2 separate regions of the Mus musculus genome follow, and region 2 is linked to region 1. A link is a contact called in public promoter capture Hi-C data. All regions are on one chromosome and are shown on one strand. The core of a region is the stretch at or near the end of the contact, and the rest is flanking DNA. Distances in the headings are between cores, read along the strand shown. Region 1 holds the start of Grhl1 (grainyhead like transcription factor 1). Region 2 overlaps Rnf144a (ring finger protein 144A).

Region 1 (4,394 bases), core at 874-3,373:
GTGTGCATTTGTGCTTATGTGTGTATGCATACATATATAATTTTCTTAAATTTGAAACTATCAAGTAAAGAAAGAACAGGCCCCAGGCCCCAGAGTTGCCCCAGGGCTGAGCACAGAGGCTGGAAACCGCTCTGAGCATCATGTCTGTGGTTACTGACTAGAGCGCTAGCACCTCAGAGAACTGAGAACACAGGGTTGGGAGGTGAGAGGCAGCTAGCACAGGACAAAGGCATGGTCAGCCCTTAGCAAGAACACACCTGTCTCCCTGGTCCATCATCTCTCAGTGGCCTCCCAGCTCACCTGACTGCCCTCTCTGCTCTCCTGGCTCTTCTCCCTCTGAGCCTTTGATGTTGGAGGCTCCAGGACCCAGGGGCTCCTCCCTGCCTTAGGGCTTCAGCCATTTCAAGGCTTTGAATTCTTCCCTCAGGATGATCTTGCCCAGAGGTCAATTTTTGGTCCAGATCTCCCACTGGAACTCCAGTCTAGTATCCATCTGCGTGACTCATGTACTCAGAAGGAAAATGAATTTTAAACTTAGCACATCCTAAACAGGACCCTTGCCCACTTATAAACTGCTATGTCTGCTGTCCCTCGCCATCTCAGAGGCAGCAGTCACTCTATCCAGCTGCTCAGCTGAAACCTCTGGTCGTTCTGAACAAGAATGACTTTGGTTGCTGTTGTCAAAGTTTCACTTTGGGCCTGGCCTGGAACTGGAGAGCCTCCTGCCTCAACTCCTGAGTCCTGGGATTGTCTGCACACCATCTGTCAGAGGTGCTCTCTAACCTGCCCTTTGGGTCTCAGAGAATCCTGTTCGTTTGAACACAGAGGCATCTAGAATTCAAACCCTTCTCAGTGTCCCATCACCCCGGGTCATGCTTCTGGCTACTATTTATCTTTTGCTTGTCTCTTTTGAAATTGCCTCCTGCTGATTCCCTACCATTCAGTGACCAGATTATTTGAAAACACGAGTGAAGTCTGTCTATGCCCTACCGCAAGTCCTTCAAAGCTTCCTCACTTAAGGCCTTACAGAAACCCGCGGGGCTCTACAGTTTGCACCAGTGCCCAGTTACTCTCTGGCCACACTGCTTTCCTAGCTCCTCAGTGGACACACTCGTGTCTCCTCTATCACGGTCTATAGCTGTGCCTTCACCCTTATGCCCACCCCCTCGCCATCTACATCTTTAAACCCAGAGAGCTCCACTCTACTTTCCCCATCCACCTGCAAAGAGTGCCATCTCTCTCCGCACACCAAAGGAGTCACCGTGACTCTCAAAGTAGGACGCTCTAGGAGGCAGGAAAATTTGCCTGCTCTGTCTCTGCCTTGTCCTCTCTGTCTAGGTCCCTGTCTCTACTGTTGTAGGCCTGAGGCTGAGGTTAAAGAAACCGACCCATAGGAAAATGGTTTAAAAAGGGGTTAGGATATGGGAGGAAAAAGTGGAAGCCAATCTGGAGCTGGCCAAACAGAAAGACCACACAGGTAGTAGGTAGGGGTTGAGGATGCTAAAGTCCAAATATAGCGCTGGGCAGATGAAGAGCCAAGCAAGTTCAGATGCCCTCAGGAGGCTGGTGGGGACCTCTGGGGCTTGGGAAGGTGTCTTAGAGTGATGCTTTTGACACTTGATAGGTGCCCAATAAACAGGGACCGCTGGCCGGGGAAACGTGGGTTATTAAGAGGCTGTGCAGATTGGCGACTGTCACATGGTGGGCACTGAGAGATGAACCAGAAGGAAACCTCCAAACCTGCACAGCTGCAAAGAAATTCCCTAGGTATTTCCCAGGCAGAGGCCTTGGGGCCGGAGAACTGACCGCGAGAGAGAACTGGAAGGTGAAACGCGCCCACGCGGGTGTGCGCCGAAGCCTCTCGGCGCCGGCGGCACTACCGGCCGGCGCCACCGGGGCCAGCCGCGCGCAAGCTCCCCAGCGCCGCTGAGCACCGCCGAGCACCGCGTGGCCCCCGCCCTCCGGTCCGCCCCCAGGCTCCTCCCCAGAGCTCCATCTCACCAATCAGGAGGAGCTCCCTCCTCCCAGTTCCAGAAGCTCCGCCTTGGGCCGGAGCTCCGCCAGCCAATGGGAGGCCGAGCCCAGCGCCCAGTGCGCGCAGCCCGCGCCGAGCCGGCTCAGAGCGAGAAAAGCGAACCCAACCCGTCGGGGCCGCCGCTCCGGACCCACCGCCTGCCGCCGCGCGCCGCCCGCCGCCGCCTCCTCCCCCCGGATCGGGTGTACTGTCCCAACCCGAAAGTCCAGTTCTGCGGCCCGGCAGCGGCGAGCGAGCGCGATGACACAGGAGTACGACAAGTGAGTGAGGCGCGGGCGCGAGTCCGGCCAGGGCCCGGGGGCCACCGCACCTGCCGCGGCGACGGCGCGGGTTCCGGGAGCTGGGAGGACAGGCTGGGTGGGGCGAGGCTAGGGGGTGGGGGGGGACACTCGGCCTGTCGTCTAAGGGCTCCCGGGCTCCCGGGCCCCGCGCTCATGGACCGGTGGGGACGGGTGGACCCTGGGCAGCCTCCTGTCACCTGCGGAGCTGCCGGAGCGAGAGATCTAGGGGAAGGTTGAAGTGTCCGCTGCCCGCGCGTTTTCTTCACTCCGGCTGCTGTGTGAGAAATCTGCTGTGGGTGTTCTTGGGCCCTTGCATCACCGATGGTAATTACAGAAGACTATTTTTGCCGTTTGGGAATATCAAGAGGAAGAAACTGCACGCAGGGTGATAAAGTTAGAGACCACTGTCGAATCGGGATTGCTTTTTAGAGTTTGGGACATAAGAAAGCAGCGAGAAATGTTCAGTGATGATGTAAGATGTGATCAGACGTTGGCAGGACTTGTGTGGGGGCAGTTCTCGATTTTACTCGCAACTTTTCTATAAATATGAAGATGTTCTGAAAGATCAAGTCTGTCTTATCTCGGCTCAGTAAATCTGGAGTGAAGAATTGGTTTCATAGTTAACTTGTTAAGGGTGGATTTTTCTCATGCTTGTTTTCTGATGAAGGTTAGCTGAGTGTGGAATCAGTAAGAGATTAATCTTGTCTTGTAGAAAATGAAGTTCAGGTAGTGCTCGGCTTTCCTTTTAGAATCCTGACCTATAACTCTTGAAGGTCTGAGGCTCATTTGAAAACACCCATGAACCTTCAGGGCCGGAGCAACAACTTGCTCTTCTTGAAGAAGTGGGCTGCAATTGTTCATGTGTTTATTTCTCTACTTACTGACTAGGCAAAAGTCCCAGTGCCAGCCTCTTGGCCTTAGGCATACTTTGGAAATATAAAATGCCTTCAGGGTAATTGCAGACATAAAGCCACTTGGAAAATATTTATTTTCTGATGCTTGTACCAATGTTGGATGGGATGGGAGAAGGGAAGCTTGAAAAACTAGCATTACGACTGTTGAGCGAGCCAACTGCTGTCAGAGTCTTCTGGAAGTGGCTATTAGACTATTAATAATAGCTCAGCAGTACACCAGAGACTCTCACCACGGAACCGGAACCGCCATCTCTATCGGCCTCAGGACCCAAAGGCTTGCTTGCGGGGAATGCTAGGTTGTGTATTGCTTTCTTCGGATAAAACTTGAGATTTATAAAGATAAGCCTTCTTGATTCTTTTTATGTTTCAAAATAATAAGCTGCTTCCAGATGTAAGCCCTCAGACTCGTCTTTTTTCCTCCCCTTTTCAAAGATGTCCTTTTTTTTCTTCTTCTAAACCTATATCTGTTTTTGAAGGATTTGGGTGACTGCCAAGCCCTAACCTTTGTTGATTACTTGAGAAGATAATCAGACTTTCTCCACTCACTTTTAGAAAAGGTAGGTCACCTCCAGGCCATTTACATATTTCATTCGTGTGTTGCAACGAGACCTGGGCCAGGACAGCCATAATTCAGATAAGTTCCAGACACCTCCGTTCTTGTTCCCTCACACACACAAAAGTACTGCCTCGTCTTGCTGAAGTCAATGTTCCGTTTTTTCTTTCTATTGACTTATTAAACAGTACCGGCTGGACAGTTGTTGAGACTGTTGACATTTCCAGGTTCTGGAATCAGTAGACTTTGCTTGGATTATTTAAATTAAACCTTCTGTAAAGCGCCACTAAATTCACCATTCGTTTTCTGGATTTTTCCCACAAACTGCGCTGTTAATGTGAAATGGTCCTTGCCTGGTGTGAAAAACTAATAAAGATTGTATTTATTTTGGGGGGAAGGGAGCACTGGAGATTAAGCCCAGGAAGCCCCCTCACCCAGAGCAGAGAAGTCACGTGCACAACACCTTAGCCAGGCCCTCTAATCCTAAAGCCTAGTAAAGGTTTTTTACATTTTATTTATTTTATTTTATGAGTTGGTGTTGGCACTCCCTTCACCCTCCCAACATATTCTCCCTCCCTCCCTCTCCCTCCCTCTCCCTCTCTCCCTCTCTC
Region 2 (4,220 bases), core at 1,554-4,053, 1.8 Mb after region 1:
GCTATCTGCCCAGAAGCCTGATGAACTGGGTTTGATTCCAATCTCACACACATACACGCACATCCGATAAATGGATACATAAATAAATGTCCTTTAGTTTAAAATATACTCCCTCAGATCTCTCACATAGGCCATCAGTCGTTTCTGGCATGCACCAATGGTCTTGCATCTTTGGAACGTTCCTACGATCATAATCTGACCTTTTAAGTTCTTGTTTAAAAACTACAATTGAACTGATAGAGTTGGTGGGCCAGTCCCATAAAGGCCATGAATCACATTTCTCCCAGGCTCTCTGCTTGTCTAATGGCTCTAAATCAGTTATATAGCCAATCCCACAGATGACCGAAGATGAAACTATCCACATAACGAGTACAGAGATAATTACTGCCCACTTAACAGAGCAAAGAGTAATGAGTGAATAAAACCTTTTAAACATCTCACCGATGTAAAGGTGCAAGAGCTATTCTGATGCAACAATGTTAGGCTCAAAACCAGAAGAACGGGGGCATCTCTAGGGTCTCTTACAGTCTAAAAGGTCAATTCTCAAAACCCTGTCTTTAAAATAGCCCAACCTCACAAGGTATCTCTCTGAGCCTTGTGTGACTTAAGTTCTTGCCACCTTCACAGACAGGGACTGCAGGACACTGTGACTCGGCACTGCTGGGGACAGGAATGGCACATTAGGGTAGAGACCTAAGATGCCAGCTTCATTTAGTTTGATAAGGTATGATCAATTGGCTAATCAAAACCTGCTAATACCATAAATATACAAACAGGAAAATCAAAAAGGAAAAGAAATCAATGAATTGAAAATAGCTATCCATTGGTATTAGAGCTCCTAGGCAATCATATCAAAAAATCATGTTAAACATGATTTGCCTAAAAAGATCAGTTAAAAGACCTCATCCAAGAGCGGTTGTGCAGCGAGTGGCGGTTAATCAGAAATCACAACTTCTCAAAGTGAGCAAGTGTCTGTGTGGTTCTTGGTCACAGATCTTTATCCCAACTCACAGGCTCAGAGCAATGAACAGAGATTTAAAAGTCTGTGAGACTGCAGCTGGGAGCGGAACAGAGTCTTCTGGACATCATAGGACCACTGCACTCAGAAACTCACAGCAGGGCAGTGGTGGCTCCAACAGAAGATCAAGCCAGGTGACATTCCAGTAGGGAGGATAGAGGGGACTGTGAGCCCCTACACCTAGCTGAGAAAATGACAACGATGGCTTCCAAGGGATGGGAGTTCATCTTCTTTAAGGGTGTGACCTCTAATAGGTCCATCATGCCCCTGCAGATGACTCTGCACACAGGAGTATATGAGCAGCAAAAATTATTCTGTGCATTATTAAATTAAATTTTAAAAAAAAGAGGGCACAAAGTTAGGAGGGGATGGAAGGTGTGGGTGAACTCAGGAGAAATTAAGAAGAGATGTAGGGAATGAATATATTCAAAATACATTGTATATATTTATGAAATCTTCAAATTAAAAGTATTCTATTGAATGGGTACAAGAATGAGCTCAAGAGCAAACTACAGCTGCCCATTGCGTTGTTTATGAGAAACTCGCTGAAAAGCTTCGGAAGCAGATTAAAAGTTAAGGGATGGAGACACGTGCTCCATGCCAAAGCTAATCCAAAGAAAACTGAACGGCAAGAGTTCAATGCAAAGGGGAACTGTTGTGATGCAAACTATAAAAGGGCAAATTCCACCACACAACATAAAAACATGTACATACTCAACAACGGTGTGCCAAAACTCATACGGCAAAGTTGATACCAGTACAGAGGAGAAGCAGCCATTAAGTCGATTTAACACCACCTATGGGTGTTAAATGGACAAATCCAGCAGGCAGAAAAATAGAGCAGGCCAAGATGATCTGAAGACCACTAACAATCACCTTGATCGTTTTGATCCACAGCCTCCCATCTGAACTCTGGCTCCCATGTGACATCCTAAGCCTAGAGCTACACGTGAATGTACAAGCAAACAAATAAAAGAACCAAGAGACCATCCCAAGCGTGCTCCTTCTTCACAACCCAGACCAGTGACCAAAGATACCCAGGAAACCCTGGAGATGTCCAGTCTACCCTAGACACTGTGAGAAAGAATCTGTGCATGAACAAAATGGGGAAGAAAAAGAGAGAGAGAGAGAGAGAGAGAGAGAGAGAGAGAGAGAGAGAGAGAGAGAGAGAGAGGATGCTTACAAAAATGCATGTGCATAAGCATGTATGCACATGCATGTGCATGCACACATACACACACACACACACACACACACACACACACACACACATCATTCCTGGGCTACAGATATCACTGCAATCTTAACAAAAAGAATATGTTTAAAAAATAAGGAGAGCATGGGGTATTATTCATGTATGTGTTTCTACCTTTAGCTGAAAACTAAAGAAAGTAATGAGCAGTTTCTAATTTCTACTATTTGTTGACTCATTTTATGCAGTGCCAGCCATGGGTCCCAGGAATTAGGGACAATTGTCAAGCGCTCTACCACTAAGCTACAACTCCAGACCCCAGCTCTCTCCATTGCTATGGATAAGGTCTCACCCTTTCCCACCAGGAGGTATTCTTGGATTCACTTTAACGTCTGCCTTTACATTTTTAGAGGCATGATGTCTTCAGTCCTCTAAGGAGCCCCATGACTAAAATAACGGTGGTAGCATTCTCCCTATATAGATGAACAAATTGGGAACAATTGCAGAAGCCAAAGGCCTCCACTTAAGTCCCACTGGGGCTGAGAGCTTGGGCAAGACCCTCTTCTCTGACCTCATCTTGCCACATCTTGCACAATCCTGACCACAGCAGCCACACGGGGAGGTGCCCTGCATGCTGACTCTGCAGGTCACTGCCTCCCTTCTCAGGTTCACCATCACAAACAGATCTGCAGGGGCCTGACCTCACAGGAGCCAACCAGCAGCCCTCCTGAAACAGTGCTGATGTTTGCACTATTGTTTAGTTTAATAACAGGAGGGTTCCTTCCTGGTCTGTTACTCATTTCTCTCTAAACCACCACTGCAAAATGCCTATCTTAGACCTCTGGCTCACCTCTGGCTCATCCGCTGAAATGCTTGTCATGTCTGAAATAATGCATTATATCGTGTTGGGATGAACCTTAATTTACATTTAAAAGTTTTTTGGTGGGGAGCTGGCAGGGTGGATCAGTGGGTAAAGTCAACTGCACCAAGCCTGAAGACCTAGGTTCAATCCCATGAAATCACATGGCAAAAGGACTGACTCTTGCAAGTTGTCCTCTGACCTACAAACACATGGACACAGAGATACACACACACACACACACACACACACACACACACACACACACACACACACACAGTCACATATCCCTTCATACACAAAGGCATACATATATGCATACAAAATAAGGTATAATTTACAATTTGGTCAACATCTCAAACTACAATAATACGTTTCACTGTGGAATGGAATATAGTTATCACCTGGGATCAAGCCAGTGATGATGGCCCCAGCTTCTGCCTCCTCCCACAGACACCAAAATCTGCAGATGCACCAGACCTTATGTAAAATGGCAGTCTCTGCATAGCTGAGGCATGAGAGAAAGGCAGAAAGGATAATGCGGGAAAGAGTGAGAAAAACCCCCAGCTGGCCAGATGGCCGGTCCTGCCGACCGCATCAGAAAGCATCAGCAATCCCATGCTGCCCACAGAGACAACTTATGCTTTCCATAGGATGCCTATGAGGCAAATGTGAACCAAGTGTGCTTACTGAGGGACCAAGCAACATTAACCTTGAGTTTCTGGTGCCTGCTCTTTGTCGTAAATCTAAACAGTGTCTGTAAATCTATCTCACGCCTCCATTTCCAAAGGTCCATCCTTGAACTTCTCTTCCTCCTGTAAGTGGTCCTCTGGAGCAAAGAGGAACAGGAGGCCCTTACAACCTTCGGAAATGCAACTTGAGAGTGATCCTGGTGTGCTTTTCTGTTTTGTCATAGACTCTGTGATCGATTCGTCGAGGAAAGGGCTTATTTGGTTCATACTTCCAGTTCATTGTAGCTGAGGGCAGTCACGGCAGAAACTCAGGGCAGAGCCCATGGAGGAGCGCCACTTACTGACTAGCTCCCAATGGTTTGCTCAGCCTCTTTTCTGTTTGTTTGTTTGGTTGGTTGGTTTGGTTTATTGTTGTTTTTTATTAATTAAGTCACTTATTCACTTTACATCTCAGTAACA

What was found. Promoter capture Hi-C pulls out the DNA fragments that hold promoters and counts their contacts.
Region 2: a promoter capture Hi-C map of liver shows a contact between it and region 1, with 2.5 times the contacts expected there. The contact joins the enhancer-like site here to the promoter of Grhl1 in region 1. A contact is called at or near these places in 6 of 39 promoter capture datasets (the 3T3-L1 cell line, cranial neural crest, frontonasal cranial neural crest and 2 more) and 1 of 115 datasets of contacts at active chromatin or transcription factors (memory CD8 T cells).

The regions. Positions count from the first base shown.
Region 1 is chr12:24,570,164-24,574,557 of GRCm38.p6, forward strand. It overlaps Grhl1 (grainyhead like transcription factor 1), which reads left to right and starts at 2,124. Exons shown (of 16, transcript NM_001161406.1): 1 at 2,124-2,295. The coding sequence starts at 2,276.
Region 2 is chr12:26,395,953-26,400,172 of GRCm38.p6, forward strand. The region is part of intron 2 of Rnf144a (ring finger protein 144A); the gene reads right to left. Among named protein-coding and RNA genes, the nearest start is that of Mir6538, 17 kb to the right of the region's middle. Within about 2 kb of position 2,804, at least 49 of the 459 cell types and tissues checked have an H3K27ac peak or open chromatin away from gene starts, as enhancers often do. A contact at or near this core is called in liver and memory CD8 T cells, where this site is marked.